3 separate regions of the Mus musculus genome follow, and regions 1 and 2 are each linked to region 3. Evidence: chromatin contacts called from public Hi-C and HiChIP or PLAC-seq data. All regions are on one chromosome and are shown on one strand. The core of a region is the stretch at or near the end of the contact, and the rest is flanking DNA. Distances in the headings are between cores, read along the strand shown.

Region 1 (3,197 bases), core at 504-3,003, 190 kb after region 3:
TTAATCTGTTTAAAATTTTACTTACTTATTTTTATGTGTATAGGTGTTTTGGAAAATATTAAATAGGAACAGCAAGTTCCCGAGTTATACGCAGCTACTCTCTGCCCGAGGTCTCCCTGCCTCTAGGCTAGCCTCTGTGCGGTGGTCTTCCTAGCTCCAGTTCTCCCACCTCAGAGCCACTGGTACCTTCTCAGCCATCCACTCCCTGTGGTTGGTGGTCCCAAATTCCAGTATCCAAGTAAATCAAAACTCTAGAAGCTTATAATTAAATAGTCAGATTTATATATCAATAAATTCCCACTTCACAAGATGCCACACAATAATTTCAGACCCATAGATGATACAAGCTGCCCACCTAGATTAGACAAGTTACCCCAATTATTCTATCCCTATATGATATTATAGCTACCTGTGGTTATTTAAAGCCTCATGGAATCTGAATTGTCCCGTTCATCTTCCATCTTTCCCCGTCTCCTGTGTCACTCCCTGTCTTTGCAACTCTTAGCTTTGCCTCCCCTTTCCCTGTTCAATCCCAGGCTTCTTGTTGTATTAATATTTAAAATAATTGGACAGGGAAAATTCTGCTACATAGGGGTGTTTTGCCTGCATGTATATCTATCCATCATGTGTGTGTGGTGCCTGCAGAGGTCAGAAGAGGGCATTGGATTCTCTGGGACTGGAGTTACAGATGGTTTCTCAATTACAGAGCCATCCTTTCATCCTCATCTTTTTATTTTGTAGTTTATGTGTGTGTGTTTGTGTGCACGTGGGTTTGTGCACTCGTGAGTGCAGAGCCCTGCACAGTCCAGAAGAGGATATCGAGTCCCTTGGAACTGGATTTATAGGCAGTGCTGAGCCACCTGAGATGGATACTGAGAGACAAATTCAAACCCTCTGCAAGAGTGGTGTGTGCTCTGAACCACTGGGCATCTCTCCAGCCCCAAACCACGGTACTGTTGGCTGCAGTTCTTATGGGAGAGCCTTGCCAGAAACACAGTTGAAGACGCTAGGGCAGACGTGTGGGTGTTGAGGTAGGTGCAGGCCTCAGTCACCCTGGACCACTCACTCACCCAGTGCTTGCTTTTGTGCTGAGAGGTTTCTGTTTGCAGAGGTCTCATTTACAAGACTGGTTTGAGGATGTGTGTGCTGAAGTGGCTTCAGGAGAGATGGATCTGGAGCTGGCCTGGCTTGCACCAGACTCATATTCCATAGTGCAGGAGAGAGAAAAAGAGGAAGAAGGGAGGATAGGTAAGAAGAGTGGAGAGAGGGAGGGAGGGAGGGAGGGAGGGAGGGAGGGAGGGAGGGAGGGAGGGAGGGCAGGCAGGCATCAGGGCTGAAGCAAGCCTGTGATCCAAGGGGCTACAGGCTGGATGTGGACATGGAGAGGTGGAAGCTGAGCCCCATGCAGCCTGGCAGGAGATGGGATTGAGGTCTGGGGAATAGTCATGTGATAGACTGCATTGTCTTCCTAGGGATCCTCAATTTGACATCAGGAATGCTTACAGGGTCCTGAGGGCTTCCATCAGGGCCTGGCTACTGGAACTGTACTATCAGTAAATCTGTCCAGGCCTCACTTGTGTCTGTCTGTTGAAGATTTTGTGTAGTCTTGGCCTCATTGTTTGAAGGTTTTTTGTTTTTTGTTTTTTTCCTATTTTTGCTTTGAGGATGTTGTGCAAGGCTTAGGCTGAGGAGAGTGGGGTGAGCATAGCAGTAAAGAGAGAGGGCAGTGAACAGCACTGTGAATAGGGCGGGGTGGAGGGGGCGAGTTCCCTGTGCTCACTGCATCCTGGGGAGTTGCCAACAGCTCAGACTAGGTGCCTTCTCGGATGAGGGCTTGCCAGCAGAGGGGCCTGAGGTAGCATTTGCTGCTGTTCTTTCTTGAGCTGGATCTTACTGTGTAGCCCTGGCCGGCCTGGACCTCTCCATGCCTCTAACTCACATAGCTTTACCTGCCTCTGCTCTCCTGATGCCGAGATTAAAGATGTGGACCCTTACTCCTGGCCTGTTATTTCTAATTAAATGAAATTAAATATAGCCTTAATATTTTGGCTTGGTTAATTAAATGCAAGAGAAAATACAGGAAAGCTCCCGGACCCCACCCACAAATGCACACATACAGTCAGGTGCTCCTTAAGGAAGTGCTGGCCAGCGCTGGCCTGGACGGGACACAGGCTTTGGAATGTTTTAGTTGGTGTAAGTGAACTTGCTTGCTATGCTGTCACCTGAAGTGAGGTTCTCAGATGACAGCTGTCTGTGATGACACCTTTCGGGCTCAGTCTCAGCCCCTCCTTCCTGTTCCTTCCTCTGGTGGATATTTTCTGCCTAGATTCTAGTGTTATGTTTCATCGTTATGTCCTATGTATAAAGGTCCACTGTGCTGTGAATTTTAAAAGCAATTTTGTTCAACGTTTCAACATTATCTTAAAAAAACCTCTTCAGTGTTGTCTTTAGTTTCTATAACTGCTAATGTATGCAGTTCTGAAGCCAAGTCTAGTGAGACTATAAAACTTCGTCTCCTTTTGTAGACTCCTCTTGCTTCAGCCTCCCCGTGCTGGGATTGCAGACATAGGTTATTACATCCAGCTAACATTTTAGCAACACAAATATTTTCCAGTTTTTCTATTTTACAGAACGGGTGCCCTTGCTCACCTGCCCGAGCAGGGATCCAAGCTGCTCTGGTTGTGTGGCTGCTCTGCTGCCGGCTTCTCAGGAATCCAGTTTTGGTCTCTGCCTACTGGCAACTCCAGCGAATGTAAAGTTACCTGGCTTTTAGAATTTGATTTCTGTGCTTAGTGGTAAACCTGAGCACCATTCCTTAGCTGTTCATGCTTTTTTCCATTTTTAAAATTGCATTTTTGGTAAGTTTTGTGTTGTGGGGACACTAGGCATCATGTACTGATTTGTTACAGCTATTATTCCTATTTTTGTGACTATTTGTTTATCTTTGTGATGTTTGTGTGTACTAACCACTGAGCTACATTCCTAGTGCACTGTGACATTTTTAAAGTGTGAAATTTTAGATTTTGATAGAGTCAAACATTGCAATATTTTTCAGCTCATAATGTTGCTATTTTTTAAAGTGCACTCCAATTCCAAAGGAATTGTGTATTTTCTGAGTTAAGTTTTGAATACGTGTGAAAGATAGCTAGCTGATTTTATTTCTAAGTCTAGGCCAGTTCCCCACTGCTCCGCACCAG
Region 2 (2,858 bases), core at 79-2,578, 140 kb after region 3:
ACAGGGGCTGGGGCCACACCGCAGGCTGATACCTATGTGCACCAGCTGCTGAGTTTTGTAAGGATTTAGTGTTTTCCTATTTTCTCAGGAGAGCAAAATGAAGGTGCTCAGAAGGAAATAAAATTTTAATCTATGCTAATTTAAAACGATGTGCCTGGTATTCTTATTTGATTAAAAAGCTATTTGTAATAGGTATTCTGTGGGGATGTTCTCAAGATGAGAGGTGAAATGTACTGAAAGTGCTTTATAAATGAAGATACGGTTGTTGTAATATGACTCTCCCTATGAGCAGAGGAGGGGCCAGAAGCACCGCTTGGTACCTTGTAGCATCTTATTAAGATGTCGACCTCAGGCCACACCTCTGAATGCTGAGCACGGGTACAGGCTTACTGACTGAGAAGAGTCCGACGAAGCTTCAGAGTGTTTTGATGAATGAATTAAAGTGAAGTTGGAAGGGCGACAGCAAGGATGAAGTAGGTAAGAAGACTGAAGTGGGGTGGGGCTGCAGGACAGTCCTGAGGGTTTGGAAAGCAGGGTATGGCTTGGTCTATACAGACATGTCCAGGGTCATAATATGAGGTGAGACAGGATGGTAACTTAGTGGCAGATCATATATACTTCTGGTTTGGACCAAATTATATAATAAGCCTATATTGCGGAAGGCTTGGGGGAAGAAAACTGACATGTTATAGGAACTTTCTGTGTTGAGTAATGATGTCTGTTGTAGCAGTCCAATCTATCTAAAAATGTCTTTAGGGAGGTAGACGTCTGGAGACAGCAAGAATGACAAAGCAGGTGCAGAGGCTAGGACTAGGGCTGGGTCAGCTCAGCTGGGAGACGGTGTTTGTCTAGCATGCATGAGACCCTGGGCTTGATCCCTGGTACTGCATAAACCAGACACTCCTGTGATCCCAGCACTTAGGAGGTGGATTAAAGGCTGGAGGATTAGGAAGGAGTTCAAGGTCATTTTCTCACACACAACAGGTTCAATGCTAGTTAGCCTGGGTTACATGAAACCCTTCTTTTGTGAAAGAAGAGGAGGAAGAAACAACAAGAATGAAAAGGAAGTGGGGGTGAGGGGACTGAATGAGGGAGACTCTGGGGCTGGGTAGCTTAGGAAGAGAAAGGCTCAGAGGGGATGTGGAGGACCAGGCTGCAGCCTGAGTAACTAACTGCCCAGAGCAGAGACAGAAACAAAGCAGAGCTGTGAACACGCTCAGATCTCTGGATTATTTCCTAAAGTCTTGTGGCTCTGCTCTGTTATCAACTCCCTTACACACTCTGAACACTTAGCCAATCAACCCCTGCTTGGATCATTTTCTCCTGCCGTTGCCAAGACAGCAGGGAGGTCCATTGAGAGCAGTGGCAGGGCCTTCCTCTTAAAGGAGAATGCCAGATACTTTCAAAGGAACTGGGTCCTAATTTTTTGGTCATCTTTTCTCTCTTTGCATTCTCATGGCAACAGAGAACACCCAGCTGGATTCTGCCTACAGCTCTGAGATTTAAGGTTTATAGAGCTGCTGGGTGGGCAGTTTTTGAAGCAGCCCGTGGTTTTTGTGTTCTTTTTCTTTCTTGGCCCCTGCACAGCTAGTTAAGCAGAGGAAGTAGAATTATATTATTCAGCTACTCAAGGGCTAAGTTAGACCATTTCTAAGATTGGTTATTTTATTCTTGCTGTCTTCATATGCATATATACATGTCACTGGATGGTGTTTATCAATAGCTCATTTGAGAGACTAGTGCTGGGCTGATTCAGCACTCAGGATGGTGTGCAGGATGGTAGGTAAGGTGTGACATCTTATCTACCACAGAGGCCATGCACCACTCCTGTCAGTGCAAAGTCATTGGCAGGGAGAAGCATAAAACAGAGATACCTTTTCTGCAAATGAAAGCGACTTCAAACATTTCTCTCATTACCAGTTTAGTTCAGGCTACAAATGAGGTAGGCAGGTCAAGAACTCACAGGGAAACACATCCTAGGTTAACATGCATTTAGTAGCAGGAGTTTTGCCTGTGTCTGAGAGCACATACCTCCTTGGTGATACAATTATGCTTTACTTCTTCCAGAATGTGGGTGTTTTGCCCGAGGCATGATCAAAGCAGAGACAATGGCACAGGATTCCTGGAGCTTTCAATGTAAGATGGTGTGTCTTCTAAGCTTGCAGGTAGCTGCCTTCCTTTGCACTTCAGCACAGTGTGTTTTATGACACAGCTATCCCCTTTTCTTGCAAATCAAAGCACACTCTAGGCAGGTATTGGCTACCACAGACTTCAAAGGTCATGAGGCTCATCTCTAAACAGAGTGGTTACCTTTGACAATCATCATAGAACTGATGCCTACTTTTGGCATAGCTGGTATTATGGGTCGATCAGCATCTCCTAAAGAGACATGCTGTAGTCTTAACTTTGGTGTCTGTAAATGTGATCTTATTTGGAACATATATGCATATGTGCAGTAATTAATTCAACACAGCTAGTTTCCTTAGAAGGGGAGACACATGATCAGGGCCTGGGAGATGGCTGAGCGAGTACAGGAAACACTTGCTGTGCAAGCACAGGCTCTTGTACTTTGAGTCCTAGAACCCCATGTTAAAAATTTATGCATGGTGTGCACCTATAATCTCAGTGCTAGGAGGTGATGACAGGCAGATTACTAGGGCGCACTGGCTAGCCAGCCTAGCCTACCTGAGGAATTATAGGCCAGTGAGAAAACCCTGCCTCAAGAAAAAAAAAGGTGGATGGAATCTGAGGAATGATACCTAAGGTTGATCCAAATGTGGCCTCTATATGCATGTACATACATGTGCATGGACATCTACAAAGAGAGAGAGAGAGACAGAGAGAGAGAGAGAGAAGAA
Region 3 (3,131 bases), core at 534-3,033:
TGGTCGCCCCTGCCTCTGACCACCATCACCCAGCGAGACAGACAGACAGACAGACAGACAGACAGACAGACACACACACACACACACACACACACACACACGTTTAATCCAAGGCCAGCCTACAAAGCAAGTGGTAGGCTAGTGAGGACTAACTACATGGCAAGTCCCTGTCTCAAGGAACAGAAATAAAACAAACAGCAGAAAAGCTCATCCCATCGAGCCGCAAATTGTATTCTTCTTGGAATTTCTGGTCACCCCTCTCCATCGCTGCCATTGTTAACTGTCCTTACAGTTTGATTTGTGTGTGTTAGGATGACCATGAGTTCCAGCCTCCATCTTCCAAGTGCTTAGGCAAGCCAGCCTCATAGAGGTCTTGGGAGGAGTTCAGATGCAAGAAGTTTCTCCAAGTCTCTCCAGTCTGAAAGTGCCTGGCCTTCTCTCTAGGCCATGACTTAGTTTTTCCCAAGTGTGACCTCTGGAAAACTCTGCAGCTATAGATGACGTGCTTCTCAATAGGCTAGTGTGGAGGTCAGGTCAAGCCAAATTCTACTAAAACTTAAGACCAGAGCTTGGTGTCCATCTGGTAGATTACTCGCCTAGCAAGCTGCAGAGCCAGGGGACATCCAGCCATGAGGTCATCGGTGGTAGAGTGTTTGCTTGCCACCCACAAGGTTGTAGGTTTTGTCCTGGTCCTGCAAGAAAACAATATATAATTTAAAACATATAATGCTAATATATATATTTGTATGGTGTATATGTGTGTCTGTATGTATGCATGATGTGTCTGTGTGGTTGTTTAGAGGCTAGAAGAGGATGTTGGATGAATTGTCTGACATAAATGCTGGGGACTGAAATTCAGGCCATCTGGAAGAGCAGGAAGTGGTCTTAACTCCAGAGCCACCTCTCCAATCCTGAAGAAAGGATTTCAAAAGTCAAAGTGGACATGACAGAGGCCAGTGAGGTGACTCCACAGGTAAAGACACTTACCCTGTATGCCTGCTGACCTGAGTTCAGTCCCAGAACCCACAGAAAGGTGGAGAAGAGAGCTAACTCCACAGGGTTGTTCTTTGACCTCTATATATGTGTGCTGTACAGCATAAACACCCTCTTCTCCATACCACCCACAATAAATAAGTGAAAAAATTGTTTTTGTTTTTGTCATTCGAGACTGGATTTCTCACTCTGTAGCACAGGCTGGCAGGAACTCAGAGATCTGCTTGCCTCAGCCTCCCAAGGGCTAGGATTAAAGGCATTCACCACTACCACCCAGATAAACAGAAAAAAAAAAAAAAAGAAAGAAAAAAAAAAAAACAACCAAAAAAACCGAGGGTCAGGAGAGATGACTCATCAGCTATGAGCATGGGCTGCTCTTTTAAAGTACCTGGATTTATTTTCCAGCACTCACATGGGAGCTCACAACTGTCTGTAACTCCAGTTTTAGAGGATTTGATACCCTTTTTGGCCTTAGAGTGCACCAGGTGTTCATGTGGTCTACATACATAATACGTACGTACATGCATCCATACAGGCACTCACATGTATACTTTTAAAATCCTTTTAAAAATTGAGAAGATTGGAAAAAGTAAAAGAGGAGAGAAAACATAAGCGGAAGTGTCATGGACCAGCATTCATTGGAACTCTTGTTTCACAATAGAAAGATGAAGGATGACTCAGTGGGAGGGACTGTTTAGAAAAGAAGTCGATTTACTACGGCTTTGCTTTCCCTTCCTGCTGCCAGGAAGGCTCCTGTGAATCCTGGGATTCACACAGAGGCGTCTGCAGAAGCCTTCGGATCACGTGTAACAAAGCCCCATCTGTCTTGCCCTCTCTGAACAGCACTGGCGCTTAGTTCTCTTGTAAATGTTCTGGCAGCTTCATTTCCGCCTCCTGCTTGTATTATCTGCAAATCACAACTACAAAATACTCTCGAGCTATTTTCCATCCTCCTTAGTAGTAAGCAGGGAAGAAATAAACAACATTTAAAATGCACTAATGCAAATATATATGCACGAGAATATTTACTGTAATTGCAGAGATTGGAAACAAATGTTTATTAACTGGCTCAGGCCAGAATACTAATTTAGTAATAATTGTTAAGAGAAGTAAAATACAGATGTGTGTGTGTGTGAGAGAGAGAGAGAGAGAGAGACAGAGAGAGACAGAGACAGAGAGACAGAGAGAGAGACACACAGAGAGAGCACAGAGAGACAGGGATCTGACATGCAAGGTTGTATATGAAGAAGAACAAGTTTCCAGGCCTGATGGCTCACACCTGTATCCTTGGCACTGGGGAAGATGAATTGACAGCATTGCTTTGAGTTGGGGGCTAGCCTGGACTCACAGTGAGTTTGAGGCCAGCTGTGGCTGCAGAATAAAAACCTGTCCACCCTGCCAAAACCACTCAAGTTAGAAGCAGGCAGATCTCTATGAGTTCCAGATGCTACATAGTTAGTTTGGGGGCATTCAGGACTATATAGTGAGACCCTGTCTCAACCCCGCCCCCCCCAACAATAAACAAATAACAACCAGGCTAGAGGGACAACTCACTGGGTAAAGGTACTTGCTGCCAAGTCTGGGGACTTGAGTTTGATTCCTGAGACGCACATGGTAGAAGGAGATAATTGAGTCTCCAAATTGTCTTCTGACCTCCAAGCATGTGCTGTGACTTCTATTCTCCCCAAATCCCTTCCCTGAACCCACAAATTGGTTAATAAATGTAGTAAAACATTAAAATAAATAACCCAAACATACACTAGAAAAAAAGACTAGTGGGAAAAGCAGTGAATAGTCTAATCTCCAGAGAAAACCGGCATATGTTTTTTGGTTTTTGGGTTTTCTTAGATTTATTTATTTATTTTACACATATGAATACACTGTAGCTGTATTTAGACACACCAGAAGAGGGCATCAGATCCCATTACAGATGGTTGTGAGCCACCATGTAGTTGCTGGGAATTGAACTCAGGACCTCAGGAAGAGCAGACGGTACTCTTAACTGGTGAGCCATCTCTCCAGTTTTACTGCTTATCTCTGCACAAGGACAACTGTGGTCACCTAGGTATGCGTAGAGGGCAGTGAGCTGATGTAGGGGGAGCTGCTGTTCCCCTAATTGGTTCTTGATTTGGTCAATA

Evidence for each region. Hi-C and Micro-C count contacts between places; a contact is called where the count stands out from the background. HiChIP or PLAC-seq counts read pairs in DNA pulled down with a chosen protein or histone mark.
Region 1: a contact with region 3 is called in a Hi-C map of cortical neurons, with 1.8 times the contacts expected there. The contact joins two enhancer-like sites. A contact is called at or near these places in 2 of 484 Hi-C or Micro-C datasets (the HL-1 cell line and cortical neurons).
Region 2: a contact with region 3 is called in an H3K27ac HiChIP or PLAC-seq map of neural progenitor cells, with 3 times the contacts expected there. The contact joins two enhancer-like sites. A contact is called at or near these places in 3 of 39 promoter capture datasets (embryonic stem cells, hippocampal neurons and stem cell-derived epiblast-like cells), 3 of 484 Hi-C or Micro-C datasets (the N1E-115 cell line, induced pluripotent stem cells and nephron progenitors), 4 of 115 datasets of contacts at active chromatin or transcription factors (astrocytes, embryonic stem cells, neural progenitor cells and 1 more) and 1 of 9 other capture datasets (embryonic stem cells).

What each region holds. Positions count from the first base shown.
Region 1 is chr5:25,800,183-25,803,379 of GRCm38.p6, forward strand. All of the region lies in intron 2 of Actr3b (ARP3 actin-related protein 3B), which reads left to right. Among named protein-coding and RNA genes, the nearest start is that of Gm42237, 30 kb to the left of the region's middle. Within about 2 kb of position 1,754, at least 16 of the 459 cell types and tissues checked have an H3K27ac peak or open chromatin away from gene starts, as enhancers often do. A contact at or near this core is called in cortical neurons, where this site is marked.
Region 2 is chr5:25,753,228-25,756,085 of GRCm38.p6, forward strand. No RefSeq gene overlaps it. Among named protein-coding and RNA genes, the nearest start is that of Actr3b, 5.3 kb to the right of the region's middle. Within about 2 kb of position 1,329, at least 76 of the 459 cell types and tissues checked have an H3K27ac peak or open chromatin away from gene starts, as enhancers often do. A contact at or near this core is called in the N1E-115 cell line and neural progenitor cells, where this site is marked.
Region 3 is chr5:25,608,353-25,611,483 of GRCm38.p6, forward strand. Gm46903 (a long non-coding RNA gene) reads right to left here. Exons shown (of 2, transcript XR_001784824.2): 2 at 1-692. Among named protein-coding and RNA genes, the nearest start is that of Gm42235, 4.6 kb to the right of the region's middle. Within about 2 kb of position 1,784, at least 54 of the 459 cell types and tissues checked have an H3K27ac peak or open chromatin away from gene starts, as enhancers often do. A contact at or near this core is called in the N1E-115 cell line, cortical neurons and neural progenitor cells, where this site is marked.